Regions from separate parts of the Drosophila melanogaster genome. Here region 2 is linked to region 1. The links are chromatin contacts, called in public Hi-C maps. All regions are on one chromosome and are shown on one strand. The core of a region is the stretch at or near the end of the contact, and the rest is flanking DNA. Distances in the headings are between cores, read along the strand shown. Region 1 overlaps simj (simjang). Region 2 overlaps Mob2 (Mob2,).

Evidence for each region. Hi-C and Micro-C count contacts between places; a contact is called where the count stands out from the background.
Region 2: a contact with region 1 is called in a Hi-C map of the Kc167 cell line, with 3 times the contacts expected there.

What each region holds. Positions count from the first base shown.
Region 1 is chr3L:10,672,431-10,676,726 of dm6, reverse strand. The region is part of intron 1 of simj (simjang); the gene reads right to left. Among named protein-coding and RNA genes, the nearest start is that of simj, 9.8 kb to the right of the region's middle.
Region 2 is chr3L:11,540,829-11,545,124 of dm6, reverse strand. All of the region lies in intron 1 of Mob2 (Mob2,), which reads left to right. Among named protein-coding and RNA genes, the nearest start is that of mir-4968, 9.7 kb to the left of the region's middle.

The sequences.
Region 1 (4,296 bases), core at 1,242-3,741:
AAGGTCTGAAGAGTACGTAATACTTTCAATTTGACTGTTGTTAGGAGGGCTGATTCACAATTTTCATCTTAATCTGGGCAGATTCGTTTTTACGCAGCTACTACTAAAGTGAAACTAAACATAAGGTTTATGACAGATTTGAGGTATTTCTCAAAAACAATACATATATGTATTGTATGTGCTTATATAAGTTGGATTTTATATATGCACATGTTCATTCAAATTTATTTAGGGACTTGTTATCAGTACATTCAAATAGTATCTAAAAATAACCTACATATTCGTATGTTTGTGAAATGTTGGGCATTCTATAAAAAAAAACTCTTGATCATCCAACTTAATCAACATTTAATTCGAGTTGAAAGTATCTATAAAGTATCTACAGCACCATCTTGTGGTATCGCGTGTATCTTTATCTGATCTTGGCGAATAAAATAGTATTCAAGGTCGGTGAACTCCGCATAAAAAGAGAAATCGCTGTATGCAACCAAATAACGGTAACGAGCTAAGTGATGCTGCAACTACAGCCACTAGTCCAAGCACTAGTGGCTGCCACTAAAACTAGTATTAGTTGTGCTGCCTTCTATGTGCGGCACAATTCTTTTTTTTTTATGCGCTTGTTCTTATTTTTGCACTTAATGACGTGTAACGAGCTCGCGCGCGTGTTTTGCGCTCTCTCTCGCTCTCTTTATATATATATATATATATGGGTTGGTATGTATATACATATGTACACCATATAGATGGCCAGCATACACACAAACATATGTACTAGTGGCTGGGTTGTGCGTGCGAGGGAGATGGCGCTCTTTGAATATAAACAGGTAAAAAAAGGTAAGCCAAAAGAAATAACAACAAAAAGTAGCTTTGCCACTTTTTTTAGCCGCCTGCCTTTTGTTTTTTTCTCGTTTTTTTGTTTTATAATTTTTTTCTTGAGTGAAATGATCGTCAGCAAACAACCAAATTGGCCTGGCGGTTTTTCTTCTTCTTGTTTGTGTTGGCCAACAATAATTATCGCCGATACCTTTTAAATAATTAGTCAGCAAGAGCTGACCATGAAAAATCAGCACAAAGTGAGGAAATCAACGTAGGCTTTTGCAAACTGTTTACAGCAGCGCTTTATCTATCGTAAAGTAAACAATACATAGCGTACACCGCAAGTACGTGTATTGAAATTAATCACTAACAATTTTCAGTACTATTAGAACTGTGGTGCTAATTGATAATTACTACCATGTTTCATTACCATTGTATTTGTTTAACGGTTACAGCGGTTATTATAGCAGTGCATAAATCGCTAGCAATCAAATATGGTAAATAATACTATTACTTCGGAAATTTCGCAACTGTACTTCATTTTCCATACAACTTTAACTTTACGACCATGACAATCGTAAATAAGGCCATAAATTACAAATTATTCATAATCGAAGATGGCAACTCTGTTTTAGCTTTCAAAGATAAATAAGAAGCATTTTCAAAAAAACAACAATCGACAGAAAAGTCATTTAAACGGTCAATTGCCTCAAGCGGCCAAAAGCAAATGTCCGAACGAGAGGGCGATAGCAGAAAAACACAAAAACCAAACACACAAAACTAAATGAAATTGAGAGGCAATGCATAATGTGCGAAAAAGAGAGGGCGGACATTGTGCGAAAGGGAGAGACAGAGAGGGATAGAGAGGGGCGCAGCAGCTGACAGCTGCCCATTTAAATAGCAGCGAAAAAACTGCAGGTCGAGGACAATGAAAATATATTTTACCGCCAACAGGATGTATTTAATAACAGATATCCTAACATCTCTTAACCATCTCTTAACAAAAAGCACAAGCCAACGAATTATTTTCATATCTAAATAATAAACTATATGACTATGCTATTGATTTCAATATGAATGAAGAATATTTTTTGAATGAAAGAAATTCATTGTAATTGGAGTATCTGATATATTTCCCAACAAAGATTTATGGTTTTTTAAAAACAGACAAATACAAAAAAAAAAAACATCAAATGCGTGGAATATAGGCCATTGAAACATGTAATCCAGAGACAAGTGAATAGATACTTTCCCATAAGATATAAGAGATATTCGGGATAAGTATCTAAGCTATGCCAAAGCAACAACAACAATCACAACTTTTGAATTATGATGAATATTTAGCAGCTGAGTAGTTTGATGCCTTTCAAAACTCTTCAAATGTGCTTCAAAATCGGCCATTAAAAAATGTTAACCACATCGGGATGTGCATAAATTATAATTTACCGAAGCGCAGCAGCCCCAAGATGTCGAATCGGCGGAAGAAGAAGAGCGGACGGGAGGTTGACGTATAGGTGGAATCGGGTAGAGAAGGCGACAGACCGATACAAAAAGCGAGAGAGAGTGAGTGAGAGAGGAAGCGAGGGAGAGAGCGAGCAGCCTTATATACACGGGCATGGAATGTTTGCCTGTGTGCACACGCAACACACACACACACACACCCAAACAAACACACATAGATTCCGCCGTTTGGGTTCTACTTTCGTGTATATATATATATATACACCATATACCATGTACAGTGGACACCGCTATGTACAGCTGTGTGTGCAAGCATCGGGACAGCTAATCAGGCAATTAAAGAGCCACCAAATAGCCCAAGCAACAACAAATGGTCTCAAACAAAAAACCACAAGAAAGAGAACCAATTTGAAAACTGAGGTGGGAATCGACAATCAAATGTGCCAGCAGCACCGGAAAAAACTTTAGCATCACCCAGTAGTTATAATGTTCATTTCCATGTTGCAAGAACCGTCGATGGAAAGAAACTGCTTTGTTGTTTACATAATGGTTGCAAAATTATGAAAATCCCAACGATTCTCAACAAACAAGCTGGGTTGTCACACGCAGACAGTGGGTGGTATTTTCTACTGCCCCGCCCCTTTTTCGAGTTCAAACACCCACCCGTTGCCTTAACCTGCAAATGCCACGCACTTTCCACGTATTTCAACCACCGAAAACAGCGCAAAAAGCAGCAAGAATAACACATATTTGTTAGTTAAGCTGCACGACTAAATGATACCGGTTATTTGTTGTTCTTCAACGCTTCACATATAAAAAAAAATGTTAAATCACCACGCACATATTAACAAATACAAACAGCAAGTGATTATAATAACTAATCCTCGTGGGAATTTCACCAAAGCAATCCTTACAGCAACAAATTTATTCATTTCTACTTTTTGGTGGATATGTACATAGTTCTTTTATGAATGCATTTCCATTAATGCTAAGAACCAATTTAAATCATCTATTATAGCCTATTAAAACGGATTAGTGAAAAATATTAAATACTTTCGCAGGGATGAACTGATTCTAAATACATTCCCATATGATATTTCGTTTTAAATAAGGTTCATGAATTATGAAATAACATGGGAAAATTTGGATAAAAAGCATGGAATATTATAGAGATCTTAGACAAACTCGCACATTTTTAAATTATATTATATTAACTAATTAAATGGGTATTACCTGATAGGCTACTAGTTACAAGAAACTCTCCTTAAAAAAAAACATTGGAAAAGGCTTCCAAGTTGTTCTTAAGTTTTCATGATAATAATGCAACCCTCGAGTAAAAAAGTGCCATTAGGAAACAAGAAGAAAAACAGATTCGACAAGTTACTTCACTTAATGCGGTTCCCCCGCCAAGTTGGAGGGAAAAATGCGCCGCAAAAGGGGGTGGGGAAAAACCCCAAGTGGGCGGCTGCTGTTCTAGAAACTTTTCGCGAACCTTTAAAATGGGCTTTAAAAAACGAGGAAGGGAAAGAGCGTGGAAAGCCTTTACGTCTGGGCTCCCTTATTCGCCGGTTACGAAGTCCCCACTTCCCCTGAGGTTACGCCCACATAGCAACACAGCCCGATGGCGCCACCCACGTGCCACCCCCTAAAAAACCCTCCACCCCCTCCCCCCCTTTTTGACCTGTCTGTATGTTGGGTAACTTTTTTTTTTTTTATTTTGCCTGCTTCTTCTTTTGCCTTTTGCCCTAACACAAAAATGTGTATCTAGAAATATTTTATGCAGGCAACTCTTCAGCGAGGGGGTGTGGGGCATTTGGAGGGGGTGGCAGATAGGCGAAGTGGGTGGGGTTGGTGATGGTTCAACCCCCCTCAACCCCCGCCGCCCAACAATGGTCGCTGCTCTGGTTTCAGTTGTTGGTGTTATTGCCTTTGGTTTTGGGTTTTGGTTTTGGGCGTGTTTCTGGTGGCACAAAACTATGAACGAAAATCCGGGTTGGAGGTGGTTCGGTGGGGCGGGAA
Region 2 (4,296 bases), core at 470-2,969, 870 kb before region 1:
AGTTCCCCCCCTCCCCTTTACATGGCCATTGTGGACTAGAAGTGTCTTACAGTCGCCGATCCATAAGGCGTACTTTCGATTTTCTTAGCCCGATGCTGTCCGGCACCACCCATCATCATCCATCCAGGCAATTTAATCTCGGCTACTCGCCAGTTGTGAAAGTTCCCAAGACCCTCGGCGAGGTGGGGAGGTGTCAAAACCGAGGCCATTCTATTTTTCACACCTATTTCTTTTACTTTTCCAAGCTAGCTCAATGGCAGATAGTTTTCTATATACCTACCATATCTGTATGGATGGATGTATATATGTACATTTACCATCCGTATTTAAGTCGTCATCTCGCTTGTCTCGTGCCAACTGAATCACTGAATTCGCTCATCGGGCACGTTGCCTCATGTCAGATAAGCTCTTTCTTGTTTGTCATGTGCCGGGAAATTCTGTGGCATATTCATAAATCTGAAATCCATGTGTCATACTCGTTCGTAGATGTGTACACTTGCGATACTGTAATCGCCAACTTGAGCAGGGCTTACTATGCTTAGCTGACGACCAGCAGGGCTTAATCTGTTAAATGTGGGGAAAAAGTACTGCAATTTTGGGACAAATTATTATATATATTTGCTTGTTTTTGACAAATTTATATTGCTTTGGATTTGTAAACAAAATATTTAAAAGGAATCGTAATACGAATGTATGATAATCATAATAAAAATATTTAAGCGGAATAAAAAGTAAGCAACTTATCTCAAAGTTCAATGCTAAAAGTATAAATCTTTCGCACTTCAATTTACATCCATCAAACTAAATTCGTCCTTGCTGCTTGATTTTTGAATGGCCATCCTTTTGGGATAATGTACTGCCATCATCGTATCGTATCGATTTGCATTTAGCAAATAGTTTCAAATGTTCCGCCATTCAATCAAGTTGCAATCTATTTGGCCTTTCTGGCTAGATGATGGCCCTTCTCTTTTGAACACGGCTAGGGTGGACCCAATCCATTAAATGTGGGTATTTGGGTGAAGGTTATCGCTTGCCCGACTCCTGTTTTTTCTTTTTTACTGCCTCTCTGCCAGTCAGTTTACTTTTTTTTCGCCTTCGTCTTTGAGGCATCAGGTTTTCCAGTTTCTTAAAGACCCAGCCCATTTCTTGGCCCGGGCTTCTTCTTTAATGATGTGTTTTAATTTTACTTTGTCGTTTCGCTTCATTTTTTTTTTTTTTTTTGCCAGCGATTGCGTAAGCTACGAATGACGCCGCCTCTTACTTTCTTTTTCTTTTGGCCTGTGCCAGAGTTAAAAACTTAAAGTATGACTTAAAAAAAAACGCATAAATAAGAGACAATTTGAATTGAATGCATAAAAAGGAACTCAGAAACGTAAGGGGCAACGCGGGTTTTGTTTGTTTTATTTCTCCATTTATTTGTACAATTAAATCTTTAAACTTGCTGTTCCCTCGAGTGTTTGGAAGCATTTGCATTAATTAAAGTGCAGGAAAGAGAAAAAGTCAAACAAATAAGCTGCTAAAGTTCAAGTCAACACAAAAAGGAAGAAACTTATAATTTATTTCTTTAGTAAATCTAATTAACATATAAGCGGATTTTAGCTTAGCAACTCACACAAATACACACAAACACGCGCGCCAACTCAAATCACTCACCATTGCGAATTTGTTTGCATTTGTTTTTGTTTTTTTGTGTGAACTACGCAACGAGTCGAAAAACTCACGCGATCGCGTTTTCTAACGCCAAATATATATGCACACAAATATATATATTGAAATATATGTATATGGGGGATTTATGCCCGGGTAGCGCGCACATTTATATGTATTAAAACTAAATAATAAATACAAAAGCTAATGGCACATGGGGTATGGCATTGCCATCCATCGCACTGTGGAAGATTACCGAAACCAGAATTTATTACAAAATTACAAAATTGGTTTGGCCTACTCGAATCCAGTGGGATTAGGTGGATTAAGACTTTCGTCAAATCGATTTCGTATATTTAGAATGACATCTCGCAGGCTTATTTACGTGCAACAATTATTTTGGCCACAGATATAAATAAATATGATCGAAACAGGTTCAATGTAGCTGGTGTCCACTGTGCAGTTCTTGTGGAAAAATTTAAAGCCGACGAATGACACATGCATATGTACATACTAGCCAAGCACGAGAAGTTAACAATCTTTTCTTTTTGCCATTTCGCCAAAGCAACGCAAAAGGGAATGGCCAAAGAAGTTGAAAGTTCGGGCCGAAACCTAATGCCATATTTGTTTTATTTTCATTTAGAAGAAAGTTTGTCTGAAACAAGAGTGAAAGATGGAAAAAAACGAACTGAATAAGATTAAAATGTGTGCAAAATCAGTTAACAGTCGCAGCAGCAGCAGCAGCAACAACAAATAAGTGAATTATAGTGACAAATGAATAAAAGCCAAAAGTGACAGTGAATAATGTTGAGAGCGCCCACTCAGCACATCGTGCAAATCGGCTTCGGAACGAAGACGACCACAACAACAACAACAACAGCAGCAGCAGCAGCAGCAACATCGACAGCAGCAGCAGCAACACCAGGCGGCAAGCAGCAGCAGCAGCGCAAAACGCTGTTGCAACGCTTCCGGCAGCAGCAACACAAGTTGCCAAAAGTCGCAGCAGCAGAGCAGACGACACATGACACAGAATATTACTTCAAGCAGCAGCAGCAGCAGCAAACTTCTTCCTATCAGCAAGGCGACAATTGTTTATTGTATCTTGCCACAACGTTGAACTCAAACTCTGAGCAGTTGCTGAAGAAGTCGAAGAAGAAAAAGGAGTCGAGCAGCTACAATTTCGCAGCAGCACTGAGGCGCAACAAGAAGCCAAAACAGCAGCAGCAGCAACTGGCAACTTCGACCGACGACGACGACAGTTGCCGCAGCATCAACAGCATCAACAGCAACTGCAGCAACAGCAGCACCAGTGGCAGCAGCCACAGTTTGTCTAATAGTTGCATTAACAATCATAACAACACTCATTATAGAAACAGTAAAAACACCAGACACTCCAGTAGCAACAACAACGACTACAGTGGTAATTACAATTGCAAAACAAGTGAACAACAAGCGTGGAAAGCCAGTGCAGCACAACAACTGCTCATTAGCGATCGGAATTATCCCAGCAGCAACACCAACAACACCAACAACAACACCAACAACATCACCAACAGCAGCAACAACAACCACAGTGGTGGCCATATCATCATGTCACCCACCTCACAGGCGCCCACCCGAACCTCCCTCTTCGATTCCTGTCATCGAAAGATCCGCCTGATCGGCGGCGGTCCAGTTGCCTTCTTGGGCGGATTGGTTGCGTAAGTTATTTCCCCTTCATTCCAACTGACATTTGAGTTGAATTTATAATATAAATCGTCTAACAATAGAACAAACCCATATGATTTGTGATTCGGCTGGGATTATCATAGCGCTGTGGAGGGTAACCCCCCCTTCACAATCCGGTCTTATAGCAGTCGTGCCAATCTTTCGCCCATTTAGGTAGCCAAGGTTTCCAGTTAATAATGCGTCAGTTGCGTCAATCAGATTGTTTGCCGTGTTATTAATTACCCCATTTGGGATAATTTCGTATAGCATGTTTCTTACTGCTTATTAGCATATCTCAAAAACTGGAAACAAAAATACAGATTTAAAGGCTATTCTTGTCATCCGCATGTCACTTAAAAATATCATGCAGGCTTTAATAGTAACAATTAAATTTACGACTCTATAAATTATAATCAATAATAAGACTGGTTACTTCATAGGTATTTCATCACTTTATAGCATGAACTACGTTAGGTTTCCCAGGCGATCTGTATATTACTTAATAGTTAGTTATTCCATCCCTAGAATGATTTATGGTCTAGTTTGTGAATGCCCACTAGTATTTCAATTTTTTATAATTACCACTAATGTATTACCATTACGCTAGTTAGCATTTACTCCATGGCAATCAACTTTCTAAGGTCAGCTCACGCAGAATTGCACAAACTTATAATTTGTCCGCATTAGGGAAATACTTATGATACCCCGTGTCAGAGGTCGAACAAAGGAAGCCGAAAAAAAAAAATAAACTAAACAATAAAGAACGCAGAAACCAGAGCAAAGCTACAGATAAATGTGGTATTTACTCATTTTTATGGCTTTAATTGCGAGCACTTCTCAAGCTGCTTTTGTAGAGTTTTATTTTATTTCGTCTTTATTTTTGTTTTTTTTTTTTTTTGCTTTGGTGACCACTAAAAGCACTCTGCGGTGCAAATTCAAGGT